Regions from separate parts of the Mus musculus genome. Here region 2 is linked to region 1. Evidence: chromatin contacts called from public promoter capture Hi-C data. All regions are on one chromosome and are shown on one strand. Each heading gives the region's core, a stretch centred on a gene start, on an enhancer-like site or on the middle of the called end of the contact. The rest is flanking DNA. Distances are from core to core; before and after follow the strand shown.

Region 1 (5,887 bases), core at 1,652-4,151:
GTGTCACTTTGGATTATCTACTCAGCATTCCAAGGTGACTCTAAAGGTGTCTTTTTCTTCAATTTCAATATTGCTTCCTATTGATTCTTGCTATTGAAGTATCACATACTTTGTCAGCAGTGAAATCACAGTTAAAGGGTAGCAGCAGTGGCTGATAGCAGTACACACGTGAAATACTGTACTGTTGGTGCAGTGCACAGCACACAGATTTCTAAATGTGTACTTTCAGCCTTTCAAGAACCATTAGGTTAAGCATCTGTATACCATGGAGCTTCAGAAAGGAGAGAAGTTAGAGGCAAGGGAGAGGCTCAGTATCTAAGGGCAAGGCAAGATCCAAATTTCAGTGCCCAGCACACATGTAAGAAGTTGGGCATAGCCTCTTGCAAGTCCACCTATAACGCCATTACTGTGATTGGTGGCAGAGACGGAAAGAGAACTAGGGCTTGCAGCTACCAGCCAAGGTCTAGGCTTAGTTAGTGACTCTGTTTCAGGAGAGTTGATAGAACCAGGACACCTGATATCCCCCTCTGGCCTTCACGTATAATAGGTATACACATCTACACAGACATGTAACACAGCCTACACACACAAACACACACACACACAGGAAAAAAGAGAGAGAGATCATAATCTACATGAACTTATCTTTCTTTTAGTTCACTACGTCACTATGTTAAGTTATAGTCTCTACAGAGTTCAGAGCTGAGACAGAAGGAAGGACCATCCAGATACTGCCCCACATGGGGATTCATCCCATAAACAACCACCAAACCCAAACACTATTGCATATGCCAGCAAGATTTTGCTGACAGGACCCTGATATAGCTGTCTCTTGTGAGGCTATGCCAGTGCCTGGCAAATACAGAAGTGGATGCTCACAGTCGTCTATAAGATGGAACACAGGGCCCCCAATGGAGGAGCTAGAGAAAGCACCCAAGGAGCTGAAGGTGTCTGCAACCCTATAGGAGGAACAGCAATATGAACTAACCAGTATCCCCCAGAGCTCGTGTCTCTAACTGCATATGTAGTAGAAGATGGCCTAGTCGGTCATCAGTGGGAGGAGAGGCCCTTGGTCTTGCAACGATTTTATGCCCCAGTACAGGGGAATGCCAGGGCCAGGAAGTGGGAGTGGTTGGTTTGGGGAGCAGGGTGTGGGGAGGGTATAGGGGACTTTCAGGATAGCATTTGAAATATAAATGAAGAAAATATCTAATTAAAAAATGAAAGAAAAAAGTTATAGTCTCTAATATGAGCAAAGTCTTTTAGTCTTCAAATATTTTTATCTTAAAAATACAAAAAATCCCATATACATAATTTAGCTTATAGGTCCTTGAGTTTTTAATTCTCATCATTCTTGACTGAAGAAAAATATTCAAAAATTCCTGTGTGCTTAAGTCAGCCAGTCACGTCAGTATCAAAAGCAGGAGCTACAGAGCCTTAGCTTCTCTCCAGGACCCCTTCAGTCCTGCAGCCATCATGGCCAGTTCCATATGGGGACTCATTTTGGCCTCCAGCTGAAGATGAAGCCATGGCCCTTTCTGGACTACAGCTTCTGAGTACTGTGCTGACCTCAAGGAAATACCCTAAATTTTCATCAAGGATGATTTTATTTTAGCCTCAGCTAACTAGTACCTAATGTCTCAGTAAAGCCAAGGTTTCACGTTAGTGGCGCTAGTCATTTTTAACCATAGCTGATTCTTCAGCCCCAGATTCTTAATCCAAAACATTACACAAGAGGTTGGAGAGATAGCTCAGCGCTTATGGGCACTGGTTGCTCTTCCCGAGGTCCTGAGTTCAATTCCCAACAACCACATGGTGGCTTACAACCATCTGCTATGGGATCTGATATGTCCTTCTGTCATGCAGATATACATACAGGTAGAATACTCATATACATAAAATAAATACATTTAAATAAACATCACACAAATGGCTGATAGTCTTTGAGGGACCCTCAGACTTCCCTCTAGAACTTCACAAGCCAGGTCTCCATTGTATTTAGTATTATTTGCAAATTCCCATAACAGTTTATTAATCTTTGAATGCTCAGTGGCCTCCACAAAATTTCCACAGACTTTCCAAAGCCATTCCAACTTGAGGACCACACACTTGGTACCATGAGAAGAGCAGTGCCTACTGGCCTGCTCCCAGGTTCATGGTTAACGCCCTTACATGCTTGGTGCCAATTTCTATCCTCGTGCAATTTCTGTTGCTGTGGTAAACACTATGACCACAACAACTGGGGGAAGAGAGGGTCTATTTGACCTATGGTTCCATCACCTTGGGAAGCCAGGGCAGGAATCAAGGTAGGAGCTTGAAGCTGAAACCAACAGGAGCGCTGCTTGTTAGCCTGCCCCAGGTGAGTGTTTAACTGCCTTTTTTATACAGCCCAGACTCGAGTTACGAGTTAAGGCATTGCCCACAGGCCAGTCTGACATAGGCAGTTCTTCAGTTGAGTTTCCCTCCTCTCAATGTGTCAGGTAGTCAACAGAACTCACTAGGGCACAGACCTACTTCCAATATAGAAGGATCATTTAATGATTTGTTGCTGCTTGCTTTCCAGTATTGGAGAAGAAAAAGTCTTCAAGTAAAAGTTTATTCCTCCCATTCTTCCTTCTCCTTCCTTCCCTTCGCCTTCCTTTCTTTCTGAAAAGGAAAATTACCAGACCATTATAAATTTCCACTAAGTGATAACCCCTCATTTTAGGTAACTAAGATTAGGTAGACTCACAGTTAATAAATCATGAAAATAGTCACTGATGACCATCAGGGCCAACTTCCCTGTTTGGTAGTTGAGGAATTGAAACTGAGTGGTAATTCTTGATTTCTTTCTACAAGTATTATTTAGTTCTTCTTAAGTTTTCAAAGGTTCATGCTGTTTCACTAGTGATGAATGGGAAGTAGATACTAAAGCGCTTTGTTTTCATTTTTACGCATGCTAAGAAGATGTAAGCCCTTGGAAGGGAGACGGTTTTATACTGTACATTTTTCACTGCTCTGTGCTGTATGATAAGTCATCCTTAGCCAATGTTCAGCTTCAGTTTCTACCTTTATCTCCCTGATGGCTTCATTTTCTGCAGTGCTCTGCGTACATCTGTGCAGGTTTCTAGGACCTGCTAACTGACTGTTGGGAATGCAGTAGTTGTTTGGTGAGCAAGCTTGTGGGTTGCTTTGAATTTGGAACTTTAATCATACTAGCCCCCAGGCTTGACTGTGGATGGGGATTGGGAGGTCCATGTGGAAAGAATACCCCACATCTAAGGACGCAGTAGGTAATACTCAGTCATTCAGTTTCCCTGTCCCTCAGAGAGGAGCACTGTTCTCTTGCCCCACGAGGGAAATGAAGCATAGAACTGTGAGCAGAGGCAGCTTGGCCAAAACCCAGCAGCAAACTCAGTCTGCCACTAAGCACCGTGCCCCAGGTCTGGCTCCTCCCACTGTGTTAGGATCATAGCCTGTCCCATCATAGCTTCTTCTAGGAAATGCTTATAGGACCCAGAGCTGCCACAGCTGATAATTGAGGAGATAACTAAAGAAGCCCTAGGTATCTTTTAAAAATTATTTAGAATTTTTCTTTCAATAGCACTTGGCAGTACATAAAATCATGCTATTTTCTAGTTCAAAAAGAGCTTACTGTGAGACAGAGAGTGTTGTGGTCAGAAACCACAGAAACCATCTTCTGGCTTTGCATCCTAGAGCTTTTACAGGACGCCCCCAAGGAACTGCTCTTGTTGTTCCTAACCGAAATTCAACATCTGTTAAAACTACCTTGCTACATGTCTCAAGTTTTAGTCATTTTAAATATCCATTTTTTGATTTAACACTGTTACAGAAGAATCCAGAGGGAAGAGTCTGAAGGAGATAGCACAAGGCACACAGACATTGAGGCCAGAATTCTTGGTGACTATGTGAGAGCCTGCGGGGGCTCCTCAGTGTTCTAGGTGCTGAGGGGAATGAAACAGAGGAGTGTTCAGCATTCTGTAAGGACCAGACACACAAGTGCCACAAACACATACTCATGTGTCAGCCGTCCACATTCCGAGAAAGGAGACAGGAAGACTCAGGAGTGGCAGTGGCAGCTTACTAAATAGTGAGGTGACATTGTACCAAGATGATGAAATGAAGGAACACTGTCCAGTGCAGAGGCCCTGAAGCATAGGGCAATTGAGAAAGTACCCAAGGAGCTAAAGGGATCTGCAACCCTATACGTAGAACAACAATATAAACTAACCAGTACCCCTCGGAGCTCTTGTCTCTAGCTGCATATGTAGTAGAAGATGGCCTAGCCGGCCATCAGTGGAAAGAGAGGCCCATTGGTCTTGCAAACTTTATATGCCCCAGTACAGGGGAATGCCAGGGCTAAGAAGTGGGAGTGGGTGGGTAGGGGAGTGGGGGGTTGAGGGTATGGGGGACTTCTGGGATAGCATTGGAAATGTAAATGAAGAAAATACCTAATTAAAATAAAATAAAAATTAAATAAAAAAAAAACAAAACAGGAGCACAGTGCTCAGAGGCTGGCTAGAGGAGAGGCTGGGCTCAACAGCAACCATGTAGGCCATGGACTGGGAATACAGCCATTCTCTTCTGACTCAGGCTTCATCAGACGTCATCACTCATGCCCTTCTGATCTCAAAGCATTATGCTACAAGTTAGCAGTCTTAGTAGACGAAAATTCTGATACTCTGCAAGCAAGCATGTTCTCTGATGGAGAGGCATTCTGTACACAGCATTATAATAAAAGCATGCTCAGCTAGTGCCGACACGTATCAGCAGAACTCTGAGCAAAGCAAAAGAAGAGCCCTTAGATAAAATCAAGAGATAGTTATGAGCATGGGGCATTGGCCCTAGAGGTCCCTCAGAAAGCTCTCCTGGGTTGGAAATGATGCTATTCAGTGTGCTCATTTCTTTTACAGAGCTGTTTTAGCCCAGCCTTGTTGCCCCTGAAAGGCTCTGAGGAGGAGTCTGGGTCCCACCTTTTTTTTTCCTCTTTACTGCTCTAAACAGGTATAGGAATCTTAATGTATAGCACCCCAAGCCTGTGAAGATGCCTTTTGCAAAGCATCTGAAATACCATTTGGTTGGCAGTTTTGAGATAGTATCATAGGGTTGTATACATTTTCATTTTCTATCTTAGTGAAAAATGTAAGTAAATTAAAATTAAAGGCCTTTTAAAGTACTCTAAAAGATTCAGTGTTTTATCCTTTAAGATCGTTACAGATGGCATTTTCAAGCTTCATTACTTTCACAGTATAAACCTGCAGATTAATTTATAATATGCATTGAAATAGTAAATGTGTTATTTTTTTAAAAATGTATTTAACAAATGGTTGTGAGTCCTACATTTCAGGATTATAGGTGCTAATAAGAAAGCATCGAGCATTGGGAGTGGTGTGTGTCCTTGGGTAGCAGGCCCACACTGGAAACTTTTGTCTTGGCTCCATTTCTTCCAAACTTCTAAGCATTAGGAGACCCTAAGTTTTTGTCTCTCTCCAGAGGCCACTAGCGCCTAGCCCCGTGACTTGGCTGGCCTTTCTGGGCTTGTAGCCATAGTAAGACATAGTAGCCTTTGTGTATGCATTGTTGGTGCAGATCTCTAGCAATTTCCTTTTCACTTGCACCTACTTTCAACTGAGTGTCTGGTCAAGGGTTTATGTGCTATTGTAAGCCCAGATACAGGCATTTACTGTATCCCTCTCCCCTTCCACAGGAATGTTCCATCCCCCCCACCCCCCACGCACACATGCACTTTTTGTCTTTTTGCAATGCATATTCCAACCTTGAGTACTTACATTTTTAAAACAAATTTTACTAACTTGTCATAAAATACCCTTCTAATAAAGTATGCAATTCAGTGGTTTTGCAGTCACAGGATCATGTGACCCCACTC
Region 2 (5,887 bases), core at 2,069-4,568, 42 kb before region 1:
CCTGCTCATCACACCCAGTAGAGATCAGTAACAGTTAGAGACCACACACATAGCCCAAGAATCCTTTCTGGGGACACCCCTTTAGCAAGGGTTATGGAAATCATAACTTCTCCAGGAAGCCAGGTTTTAGTGCTGGGGATAAAAGGGGTGTTCTGCAAAGTGCCCAGTGCTCCGAAGCGCCTGTAAAAGGCATTAACAAGACTCATTTACCTTACCACGGCAAATTTGCCAGAGGCCCAAACATACCAGGTATGGAACATGCCCCTAAAGAGTGGTTTCTGATATTAATTTGTTAGAAAAAACAAACAAACAAACAAAAAACAACCAAAAAACAAGATGAGTGTTTTCTTTTAAATGGATTCACATCATTTAAAGTAAAATCTAAACGTGGCCTTAAAAAGCCCATGGGAAATTGTATGGGAAAACATAGAATTTAGAAACATTTCACTTAAAGTATCATTCAGAATGTTTGTCTCTAACCTTGAATGTCTGTCTCCTTGCACATTGCAATGGAGCTGCGGGGTCTCTTAGTGCAGAGCATCTAAAATGATATTTAAGAGGCACAAATGTAAAGATCTCTTCAGAGCTGCAAAACGCAGTTTGGGGAAGGTATGCTTTTAACCACCATGTCTCTGTGGTAAAAACTGAAATAAGATTTGGGGATAATTTTGTTTGTTTTTAGTCGACGATACCTTGATAGGTATGGGTAGCTTAAGAGGAAGGAAACCGTTCGTGATGTATCAAGACTGGTTTTGAGATGCTATCATTCACAGCGGGAATTGGAGATTCCGTTCCTGGGCACAACTTAAGAGGCACCAACTAGATGGAGAAGGTGGGTGGACTTCGAGCAAAGGGCACACAGAAGAGGGAACATACTGTGACTGCTGTTGTCAGACGTTCCCAAAGCTACACGCAGAAGAGCCTGGATGTTCTGTGCTCAGAAACCAATTGTAGCTCTAGGTTCAAATTTGTGGACAACTTAATATACTTTGTTTCATATTTTGTCAGGATAGCATATAGTACAAACATTGTTATTATCATTCCCTTTTAGGGTAGTCATACTGATAGAATTGGTGCTTGTCCAAGGTCACAGAGCTAGGAAATTATAGATCTAGTAGCTCCCCACTCTACTTATAATTTAAAACAGGTGATGTTTCTACCAATATCATTATCTACCATCTGAGTTCATAGAGACACACAGTTCAGTTCCACAGAGCCGGCAGCGGGACCTTAAAGAGAAAATGCTACTGTAGAGTGAGGAATGGCCCTTGAGGCTCAAGCAAGTGATAGATACGTGTTTTGCAAGGATATGACTCTCTCTCTCTCTCTCTCTCTCTCTCTCTCTCTCTCTCTCTCTCTCTCTCTCTCTCTCTCGTACATGTCTCATACACACACACACACACACACACACACACACGTACACACACAATTCTACAAATGCTTACATGGAACTCTGGCTGTGGGGCCTACTCAGCTGAAAAGATGGAGCTGAGTTCCCTCTGTCAGCTCCTGGGAGGCGCAACACCCTCATTTCTGTGAATCCATACTCCAGTGTTTTTCATTTGTTTTGTTAGTTCCTCTTGATTCTTATCAGGTGACTGAGTGACACTCCGAGGGACCCATGGGTAAGTAGAAAGTACACACAAAAGTCAGATGGTGTTGAAAATTACTGGAGAGGATCCTTAGGCATGCACTTGTGTTATTTGGATAAGCGAAGAATGTGAGCGGAGAAAACACGGGTTTTAACATGATAAGCAGAGAATCCCACGGGGCAGAGGGAGGAAAAATCACAGTAGGGTGTCAAGTTTGTTGTAGATCCTCCTCTTTGAAGACAGACACTTTTTGTTGGATAGATAACGACCTAATCTCAACAGTTAAAGAGAACTTTCCTTGTGTTGAGCACTGTACTATGCCCTGGGGAACCCAAAATGAGCAAGGTCAAATCTCTGTTCTTTTAAGGATCACACGGTCCAGGAAGAAAAGACCACCAAAGAAAGAAAGTAGTAAAGATAATCACAGGAACTCAAAGGTTCTATGAAAGTAGAGAGGACAGAGTGTCTAGTTTATGGTGTGTGGGATGAGGCTGGCCTGTGAGCCAGTACTAGGAAGAAGTCATGAGCTGTCTTTGGGGATGGTAGGAGTTCATCTGGCTATGCAAGGGATGGATTTCAAGTGGGAGGAGCTATGGAAGCATAGCCTCAGAGCCTGTGGAATCTGTGTGGTGTGTGGATGTGGCAGAAGATAGAACAGCAGGTGAAGAGGTTGTGGAGTCTACTGCGGATTCTAGTCTACATACACAACCTATGAGGGTTTTTAGATACAGAAGAGGCACGCTGGGCTTCGATTGGGGGCCGGGGGAGGGTTGGCAGTTACATGGAACTCAAGCAGAAGTGAATCTAGAAAGCCATGGCTCTCAAGAGTGGCTAACAGTAGGATTTCTTTGACCAAGTAGTAGCAATAGACACAGATTTGTCACCCAGAATTAACAGGAAGAAATTGCTCTTCTATTTTCAGCCAAGCAGCTTAAACAGAGAAAGTTGGGTGCTTATTTGGAATGGAGAGAGATTGTTAACGAAACTGGGTTATACTGGGGTGGCCTTGTGCATCCTATGGAAGACCAGGCATAGCGACCATGTGGCCATTGTGGTTTTGTGCGGATGACTCTTTTGAACTGAATTCAGGAAATGACCTAAAAGTGACTTGTGCAATAAAATAATAAAAGAGGATACTGAGGTAGTCATCGTCAGAAAGCCCCGTTTGTGAATTTTGGATCATCCAATAGAAAGATCCCCAGAGTCAAACAAAAGTCTGGAATCCCAACCAGCTTTTGCCCCTCCAGTTTCCAACCCTGTGTGCATGGTACCACAGGCATCCCAGCACACAGGGGTTTCTACACTAGGGGAGACCTTAGAGACTATGGAAGTGGGAGATGGGTGAAGCAGGAGAAAACAAATAAAAGAGTGTTAGGACCACTCCAGCCACACTTCCTGACCCCCGGCCCGGGTAGCTTCCACCACCCACGCGGTCAAGCTCTACGGGGTGGGGACCACAGGACGTCAATCCCAAGTGCCCCGCCCCCTTCCGCGCCGGGCGGGGTCTCCGCGCGGCCGCCACGGGCGCACGCGAGGTCGCGCGGACAGGGCCAGGCCGCGGGTGCCGGGAGGTGGCCGGGCCACCCGCGCCGCCGCCCCCCAGCCTGACGCACGGAGGGCCGGGCAGCGATTTGCCGCGGGCCCGCCGCCCGGGCCGCTCCGCCCCCGGCCCGCCTCCCTCCCGCCTCGCCCAGCTCTCCGCCCGCCGCGCCGGCGTCCCCGCGTCGTCCCCAACGCCCGCCAGCCCGGCCCGCGCCAGCCAGGTGAGTGCGGCCGCGCGGGGCGGGGGGCGCAGGCCGCGCGGGACAGGGACGCGCGTGGCGCGGGCGGGAGGGCGGCGGCGGTTCCCCCACCCTGCTACGCCGCCGGCTGGTCCGCGCCCGCCGCAGACAAAGCGCCCGAGGTGCGAGCCCCGCGGGCCCTCCCCGCTCCCGCCGCCTCGGCCTCGGCCCGCACCCGTTGCGCCCGCGCCCTGGCGGGGTCCCTGGGCCCCGAATCCAGCAACAGGTTTGAGTGTCAGCCTGGATTCATGGGGTTCCACTCCCTCCCCGCGTGCGAGCATCCCAGGCAAGCCCCCGCGCCCCCGCATCCCGGCCCGCTCCTTTGTGTGTGCCGGTAGCTGCCGGTGCGGGACGCGGGCTGCAGGGCCGGAGCTCCGGGGTTGCCGTAGGGCTCGGCTTCTCCGGGGCCTGCGGGCGGGTCACAGCCCTCCAGTCACAGAGGGCCACAAAGGGAGGCCGGAGATACTTGGCCAGGGTGCGGGGACCTGAGATATCTAGTGTCCCTTAGAAAGAAGGACAGTCTCAGTATGCCCGGCTCTGGAGGGGATGGTGGGATTCACCCTGTCTGTGGCTGGGCATACAGACACTGACGACCCCTTGACTCTCCAGGCTTTGACACCTTCTCACACATGGCCCTCACCCAGAGAAGTTGGGAATTCTGCTGTGGGAATAACTAGACAGCTGCTGTTTGACAGGTCCTAGCTGTCTTTAGGTTTTGTCTGTATCCAGCATAACCCACCATGCCTGCCAGCAGTTTGACAATCTCTCACATTAACATTGTCATTCAGGGTACCCACCCCCCATGTTGGAAAATCCCTGTGGTTTTCTTTGGTTGAATCAATTTTATTTTATTTTTTTTAGGGGGGTGGATTTACCCCTATCAAGGAAGAAATCACAATAAAGAACAGTTATCTTTGTTTACAAACCTTGGGACTTGTCACACCTAGCTGGTTTCATTGGTATGCTATTTTAGTATAACAATACTAAATAGAAGGAAAATATCTTCCCTTTGCTTTAGGCAATAAAATACTTTCTTTGTTCTAGAACCAGGAAGCCTTTATACATAATACTTTTTTGTGGACAGAACTTGGTGGCTGCCTTTACCCTGTAACAATGACGACAACAAAACTCCAAAGGAATTACTAAGCATTTGCACATCTCTATTGATTGTTTTTATATCCCCAATTCCAGGAAATCATTTTGCTAAATATGTATTCAGACATCCCAGATCAATTTAACCTTAAACATTGGCCCTACTCTATGCTTTTAAAGTTTACCTGCATTTTAACCACTGTGAATGAGCCTTGGTCCATGGAAGAGATTAGGATGCAGTGATGGAAGCAGATTGCAGAACATACAAGGACAGAAAGAAGGGTCTACCTGGGTTTCAGTTGATTGACAGGTGCCTAAAGGTATTATAAACAGGCACTCTCACTAATGTAGTGGAGAAAAAAATCCCATTTTGATGTATGTATATGTATACACATATGTATTCTATAAGAATTCCCTTAGAACAAACACAGTTAATTTTGTTTTTTTTTTTTTTTTTTAAGGAACAAGATAATAGCAGATTTGTACAGTTTCTTTGGAATAAGTTCACTTTATTAAAAACACCATTCATGTGTAGTCTTTTATTTCCAAAAGCTTTTTTTTTTTTTTTTTTTTAGCTTTGGAAAGCAAACACAGTAATATCTTGGGGGGTGGGGTAGGAGTAGGCCGTTTACTAGTGTGCTGGTTAGTTTTGTTAACCGGACTTACCTGGGAAGAGGGACTCTTATTTAAGGAATTGTCTCTATCAAATGGTCGTACTGTATGTCTGTGGGGGCATTTTCTTGACCAATGATACGTATGGGAGGGCCCAGGCCACTGGGGGCTGATGTTGTTTCTGGGCTGGTGGTCTTGGCTTACTTAAGACAGCAAACAGAGCAAGCCATGGAAGCAAGCAGCTTCTGCTTCCGTTCCTGCCTCAAGTTCCTGCCCTGGTTACCCTGCTGGAAGGGAATTGCTGGTGGATTAGACCTTGTGAAGTGACATAAATCCTTTTCTCCCCGAGTTGGTCAGTGTTGTATTACAGTAGTAGAGGCCTATAGAATAGAAAAACAGGGTATTTCGAATAAAAGGAGAAAAAACTTAGATTCCTATAGTAGGCTTGTTTGGGATCTATCTCATGCCATAGAAGTCACTCTTACAGTGGAGGATTTTGTAGTTTTGTATTTTCATGAGATTATGTAAACATCACAGCCAAATCTAGGCAAGCACAACTGCTCCTTGTCTCTGTGGATTTATTTGTCTTTTTTGGGCATGCCCTATGTGGCCTTTAATTCCTTAACTTGTCATCAGTGTTCATCTATATTATAGTCTGCCATTTTCATAACAGAATAATATTCCACTGTATGGATATACCAAAATCTGTTAATTCAGCAGATGTGCGTTTGGGTTATTTTACATCAACTGTTGTGTAATGCTGTGGTATATACTCATCTTCAGATATTTTATGTATATATTTTCATTTCT

Evidence for each region. Promoter capture Hi-C pulls out the DNA fragments that hold promoters and counts their contacts.
Region 2: a contact with region 1 is called in a promoter capture Hi-C map of macrophages, with 8 read pairs. The contact joins the promoter of Sestd1 here to the enhancer-like site in region 1. A contact is called at or near these places in 7 of 39 promoter capture datasets (the HPC-7 cell line, cranial neural crest, embryonic stem cells and 4 more), 1 of 484 Hi-C or Micro-C datasets (uterus), 2 of 115 datasets of contacts at active chromatin or transcription factors (bone marrow-derived macrophages and embryonic stem cells) and 3 of 9 other capture datasets (adipose tissue, macrophages and pancreatic islet).

The regions. Positions count from the first base shown.
Region 1 is chr2:77,235,760-77,241,646 of GRCm38.p6, reverse strand. Sestd1 (SEC14 and spectrin domains 1) reads left to right here. Exons shown (of 18, transcript NM_175465.6): 3 at 1-34. Among named protein-coding and RNA genes, the nearest start is that of Gm35266, 33 kb to the right of the region's middle. Within about 2 kb of position 2,901, at least 25 of the 459 cell types and tissues checked have an H3K27ac peak or open chromatin away from gene starts, as enhancers often do. A contact at or near this core is called in bone marrow-derived macrophages and macrophages, where this site is marked.
Region 2 is chr2:77,278,023-77,283,909 of GRCm38.p6, reverse strand. Sestd1 (SEC14 and spectrin domains 1) reads left to right here and starts at 3,318. Exons shown (of 18, transcript NM_175465.6): 1 at 3,318-3,355.